Regions from separate parts of the Rattus norvegicus genome. Here region 2 is linked to region 1. The links are chromatin contacts, called in public Hi-C maps. All regions are on one chromosome and are shown on one strand. The core of a region is the stretch at or near the end of the contact, and the rest is flanking DNA. Distances in the headings are between cores, read along the strand shown. Region 1 holds the start of Eed (embryonic ectoderm development). Region 2 holds the start of Crebzf (CREB/ATF bZIP transcription factor).

The links. Hi-C and Micro-C count contacts between places; a contact is called where the count stands out from the background.
Region 2: a Hi-C map of liver shows a contact between it and region 1, with 3 times the contacts expected there. The contact joins the promoter of Crebzf here to the promoter of Eed in region 1. A contact is called at or near these places in 2 of 12 Hi-C or Micro-C datasets (the Rat2 cell line and liver) and 1 of 1 datasets of contacts at active chromatin or transcription factors (oligodendrocytes).

What each region holds. Positions count from the first base shown.
Region 1 is chr1:153,305,728-153,309,023 of GRCr8, forward strand. It overlaps Eed (embryonic ectoderm development), which reads right to left and starts at 1,773. Exons shown (of 12, transcript NM_001106278.2): 1 at 1,237-1,773. The coding sequence starts at 1,350.
Region 2 is chr1:153,827,924-153,831,219 of GRCr8, forward strand. It overlaps Crebzf (CREB/ATF bZIP transcription factor), which reads left to right and starts at 1,839. Exons shown (of 1, transcript NM_001271791.1): 1 at 1,839-3,296. The coding sequence starts at 2,357.

The DNA of each region.
Region 1 (3,296 bases), core at 523-3,022:
TGGTTTGTAATCTTATATGCTTCATCTATATATCCACAGTATTCTGCAGGACATGGTGGTGAACGAATGTATTCTAGGTACTGAGAGTAAAGTAAGAAGGTTATCAGGTGTGAGGGTGGGCCTGTGTTGCACTGGGAGATTCTAACTCAAACAAACAAACAAGAACCCTTTCATTCTGAGAGGACCCCAAAGGGTTCAATAATCTGTCAAAGACACACATACCAAAACGTTCAGTCTTGCCCCTTTTAGAAGGGACCAAAGCTAACCCAATCATTCGGTCTCAGAAAGCTTTAGAAACCATCAAAAAATGTACTTTAGGAGTCTAGGAAAATAAAATGAACTTCCATTTAATTTTTTTCCCCTGACAAATTTCCTCATTATAAATAAATTTGACATTTTCATTAAATTCTGAGTAATTATGCGAAAGGCCAAAGCCTACCCTATCATAATATAAGTAATTATTAGAACACGTGTCTAGTACTTTTCACAACGCTTGCATATTATTTTTTACGGGGCAGCATTTCTCTAAGCACTATGACTTCACTTAATCTTCACACTTGGCTCAAATACAGACTTTACCACAGTGGCCTGAAATCTCCCAATCCCTTTACATTAAGCAAAAACTTTCAAATTGTTCCCTCACTTGCCTTAATCAAAGGTGGCTCCCCCTCCACTATCTTCTCGATCCTGCTCCTACTACAGAAAAGTCGACACTAAGGACCACAACACCGCACTTCCACGGAAAAGGGCACACATAACCACACGGTCACATAAACTCAAGCCAGAGATCTATATACTTTCCATCCTTAAGATTCCGTAGTGCTTTACAGTGACACAACCCCTCAAATCCTTAGGAGGACCCCTCCTACCAACTTTTCTGGGAAAACGGAATCTCTTACCTCCAGCATGCCTTTTAAACTAGTACAATCTCAGATTCGCAATCACCGTCAAGTCCCCCAAAGGAACAAACTCCCTCTCCCACGCAGGGATGATCTGAGCGGACCTCGCAGACCTTCAGGACCTTTAATCCGCTCCTCGCCAACTTTCTGCTTGCTATCAGTCGCAGTTCCACCTCGAATGCCCCAGACAAACTGGATTTCCCCGCACGCCTGCGTTCTCCCAAGCGCGGGGTGACACCTTTCCCTCCCCCCACGGCAGCCCGCCCGCCCCGACCGCAGTTACCAAAGAACCTGAAACTTCTACTCCACAGTCCCGGACAGGCGGGGCTGCACTCACATTCTCGTCTCCCGAGAGGTCCGGGTTGCTGTTCTCGTCGCTGCTCAACTTCTGCTTCTTGGCCGCCGGCATGTCTGTTCCCGCCGGCGCAGTCGACACTTCCCTCTCAGACATATTCCTCCGCCTCCCTCCAGGTTCTTGCCGCCTCGGGCGGGGCCTCCGCCACACCGCCGTCAAGCACGCCCGGCCGGAGCCTGCCGCAAAGCTGCCGGCACCGCCACCGCCGCCGCTCCCCCCACTGTCGCAAATCGCGCCCAGCCGCCGAGGCGGGCGTGCGTGCGACCCCGCCACACTGCTGAAAAAGGGGCGCGCGCGCGCGCGCCCTCCCGTACGGCTTCCTGGCTGCTTCCCGTCCCCTGGTCCCGGCGGGCGGTTTTCCCGCCGCCCTCTCGGCACTTTGCACCGAGGCGTCGGACCTGCTGGCTCAGAGGGCAGGGTTTCCTAGTCCCCCTTCCCCACCAGCGCCTAGAGAGGAGGCGGAACTCAAAGGGCTGCTCCCTCACCCCCTTCCTTGCCCAGACGTTTCGTCCGCAATTGGCTCAAACCTTCGATCTCCGACCCGCTGCAAACGAGCGAAAGTCTGTGGCCTGGATCAGACCACCACTGCCCCAGAGGGAGGGGGGAGAAACGAGAAGTCACCTCTTGTTTTAGGTGTCCGTGTCTAGAGTCCCTGATGCGGGGTTTGGAAGAACAACCGAGAGATAGTGTTCACGGAACGCATAACCTAGACTCTTTCTTGAAGGTAGAGATTTAAAATCTATAGGCAGTTTTCTGCTCGCCTCCCCCATCTGGCAAATGGAAGGTTCCAATCTGGAGGTGCGCATGCGCTGAGGCGTATTCTCGCGCTGGGTTACGGAGACCGTCCTCCTCTGGCCCCTCCTCTTCTCCGTTCTTATTTGCTGAACCAGGTAGTCCTTCCACCGGTTTCTGAAACCTTGGGGAGAATTTCAAAACCGTACCAAATCAGTGCCTACGGACACGCCTACGTTCTGGGCAGATGTTTTATCTAATAAATACTTAGTACAACGAGTGGTTATATTCAACCGGTTGGTGCCACTATTGGCTTAAGTAAACCTATATTTTAAATTACATTTTTAGATTTAAGTAAAAATACTTTGTGATGCATGATACATTCCAGTAATCCAACATCTGAAAGGCAACAACAGAGGTACTGCCCGATCGCCTCAATCTTTAGATCATCCCGGTCTGCAAAAGAAAGTCCGAGCCAATCAAAGGCTATCTTATTAAAAACCTGTTTGAGAAAAGTCTTAAACTTGTATGGATCAAACAGGGTATGGGGTCGCGTGCCTTTTATTCCAGCACTAGGGTGGCAAAGGTAGGTGGATTTCAGTGTGTTAGAGGGCAGTTTGGTCTACACAAGTAGTTCTGGTTCAGCCTGGGCTTCATTATAGACCCTTGTTTCCAAAAATAAGTAAAAATTACATGGTTCTGAATTGCCATGATTTATATTCGAAATGTTTTTAGCTGTTGAAAACTGAGGCTCTAGGAAACTGACAAGACCTATAAATCATTGTGAGCAACTGCTTGAGTTTGTGAGACTTAGGTAAAAGGCATATATATATATACATATATATATATATATACATACACATATATATATACACATATATATATGTGTGTGTGTGTGTGTGTAAGTAAATTGTTAGTTGAGTGACTGTATTTGCCTGTATCATATTAAAATTCTTTAATTTTTCACTTGTAGATTTTTTTTTAATGTATATGAAGAGTGTTTCACTTGTATGTCTGTCTGTGCCTCACATTTGTGCCTGGTATACAAAGTCAGAAGAGGATGTTGGATCCCTGGGACTAGAGTTACTAACAGCTGTAAGCCACCCTGTGGGTCCTCTAAAAGAGAGTAGCCAGTGATCTTAACCACTGAGCCATCTCACTAGCCCCCTCAGGTACAATCTTGATAGACAAGTAACAAATTTGTGAGCCTTGTGGATTTATTTGGTGGGTGTATTGTTAAGCCATGGGAATGACTGGATGAGGAGCTTCCTCTCCCCTCAATTTTAGGGCAGAATTATTTCTGTATTGTC
Region 2 (3,296 bases), core at 589-3,088, 520 kb after region 1:
GTAAAGTTTTTGAGGCAGGAGACTTCCTCTGTCTTTTTAAGGCCAGGTTCAAACTAGGCCTGTATTGTTGCAGACCTCTATTGTCTTTTTCTAGGCTTGTACTTGAGGTCCTCTGTTGATATGTAAATTAAGTTTGGAGGTGAAGGAAGGTTAGAAATATCTTTATCTGGCAGTGCTGAATTTATTCTAGTGTCATTATGTATACTATGAACTGAATTTCCCAGAAAAGAAAAACCCATTACATTTCTATGTTAAAGATTCCACAGGGTTGAAAGACAGGCTACACCTTCACGATTGTGCAGAGCTGGGATGTACAGTAGGAAACTATCTCGGGCTATTTTTAGTTGCCTTATGTTAATTCATCGTCCACCTCTATGCCTGGGTTTATATCCTTTTAACTATAAACTGTAGAACTGTTGGGAAAATATTTGTTTAACAGATCAGAAGCTCCCACTCACCCCAAAGCTTAGGGTTTTGTCGGGCACATCTGAGAACCGTGACAGGGCTTCCCTCACTTTGCGTGAATCTACCTACCTATTTGAAAAAATGCCCTGATTCATGACTTTCTTTTCTTCTGTAGCTTTTATGAAACTATTTCCAAGTTGGAATTTGTCATTCAGAGCATCCTGAATCATATGTTTCTGGGCCAAGGTCTATCTAGCACAAAAATAAACCCTTTCCTCTGTTGTCTTCTGGGAACAGGTGTTTTGTCTTGACATCACTTTCCCCGTGCGAACAGGTGGAGTGTGCTGTAAGGAATCAGGAAGCAGACAGCTGCCTGATGGGTGGCACATAGGGGAAGGGGCCACAGATAAATAATAAAGATCACCCCCTCGGGCTTCTTCCTCACCACTCTTACCTGTGACAAAGCCATGTAATTCCTTTTCTCTTGCCTAGTTGAAGCTGGTCCTGAAAATGTTTACTTGAAGATGTGGCTGGGCGTGTAGGTTCCTCTTTCTTTGCTTAAGTTCATCCATTCAAAATGGGAGGAGGAGGAGGGGGACAGATCCCAGTCCACCAAGAACACTAAACTCCCCAATCTCTGTGTGTGTGTTTCATTTTTAATAGCTGATTATGTTCGAGTTTTTCCTGCTTTTAGTTCTTTAATTAGCAGAGGCCAGCCTAAGACCCCATAGAAGCTACATCCATCCCCTGGACCCCTGCGCTAGCACTGGGGGGTGTGTGTGTCCCCACAAGCTCGAACGCATACTGACAGGAATCCTAATTCACATTGAACTTAATTAAAGCATGCTTTCATGCAATTTTATTCAGCAACTAACCTCCCTTCTCTCTCTAGTTCATCTGTACTTTCATTAGCTTTTTTTTGGAAAACAGGAGCTAAGGTGTGGTGTTTCGTTAAATTGTAGAGCATTTGTAAACGTTTCAGCTCTTAAATGCTGGATGAAACCAGAGAAACAGCACGAGCAATCCAGAACCACGGGTCCAGAATTTTATTAAAAATGAATTAAATTTTATTAAAAATGAAGTAGTGTTTTCTTCAAGACTTGGTCTTTTCAAAAAGTTGGTATTTTAAAAGGATAAGGATAAGGAACTGTTGTGGCTTGACAAAAGAAGAAAAAAAGCAGAAGAAAAACAGCAAAACAAGAGACCAATAAACAAACCAACCACTCCTGGCAAATCAGCTAATACTGCAGTGACCCTTGTTACAAAAACAAATAAATAAATGATAAAATAAAATTGGTCCGATGACAACAATAATAGCAGTAACAATGATCATTTTCTGAGACTAAGGACCTCTGAATGTCGCCCAGGGTTTAGTCCCTGACTGTGTTTCTCAGATTTGAAGATTAGCCTTTTGTTTTAGCAGGGACTATTTCCATAGTTGTTTTTCTTGCAGTCTAGAGAGAAACAGCAAAAAATAAAACTGCTCATAAAATAGCTTTTTATATAGGTGTGTCAAATATGTCTAGACTTCAAGTATTGGGTTGCGGAGATTGGTACTGGGTAGCACCGCTGCATGTGGGGGATAGAAACCTAGGTTTTATTGTTTTTGCCGCGGCTCCTATGACATCACCGCAGAGCAGGAGTTACTGCACCTCGAAAGCGCTCGGAATCTCGCGACACTCTGGCTGGAGAGAAGCGCGTTTTTGTGGGCGGGGTGGGGAGAGAGTAACTTCCGGCCAGGCCGCTGTTTGGGTGGCGCGGCCGACTCCTCTCGGGCCTCGCCGCTTCGCGCTTCCACTGCCTTCCCCCCCGCCTCGTGCGGGGGGTTGGGCGGCCGCGGGAGGCCACTCAGACCTTCCCGGCGCCTGTGGTCGGCCCGGCGCTGTGGCTCTGCGCGCGGGGGCCCGGGGTCTCAGGGGCTGCGGCCTACCCGGGCCCGCCGCTCAGCCTCATGAGGCACAGCCTGACCAAGCTGCTGGCAGCCTCGGGCCGCGACTTCCCGAGCCGCCGCGACAGCCAGGAGCCGCCCGCCACGCGCGCGCCTCCCCCGGACCCGACTGGGGCAGCCGCGGGGACGGAGACGTCAAGGCCCGGATCCCCTGACCGCGAGCAACCTCACGGGGACGGGGGCGAGCCGGAGGCCCGGAGGGGGAGTCGCGGCAGCGTGGCCGTGCGCGCGCCCGCGCCCTCGCCACTGAAGATGGAGGAGGAGGAGGAGGACGCGATCGCTATGGTCCCCAAAGAAGAGCAGGAGGACATGGACTTTCTCTCCGGGCTGGAGCTGGCCGATCTGCTGGACCCTCGGCAACCGGACTGGCACCTGGAGCCCGGGCTCAGCTCGCCCGGGCCCCTGTCCTCGTCCGGCGGAGGCTCGGATAGTGGTGGCCTATTGAGGGGGGACGACGACGACGAGACCGCGGCCGCAGAGATGCAGCGCTTTTCTGACTTGCTGCAGAGGCTGTTAAATGGCATCGGAGGCTGCAGCAGCGGCAGCGACCGCGGCGGCGGGGAAAAGAGGCGGAGAAAGTCTCCGGGAGGAGGCGGTGGCACCAACGACAACAACCAAGCGACGACTAAGAGTCCTCGGAAGGCGGCGGCGGCCGCTGCCCGACTTAATCGGCTCAAGAAGAAGGAGTATGTGATGGGGCTGGAGAGTCGAGTCCGGGGACTGGCAGCCGAGAACCAGGAGCTGCGGGCCGAGAATCGGGAGCTGGGCAAACGGGTGCAAGCACTGCAGGAGGAGAGTCGCTACCTACGGGCTGTCCTAGCCAACGAGACCGGACTGGCTCGCCTGCTGAGCCGGCTGAGCGGCGTGGGACTGCGGCTGACCACTTCACTCTTCAGAGACTCGCCCGCCGGTGACCATGACTACGCCCTGCCGGTTGGGAAGC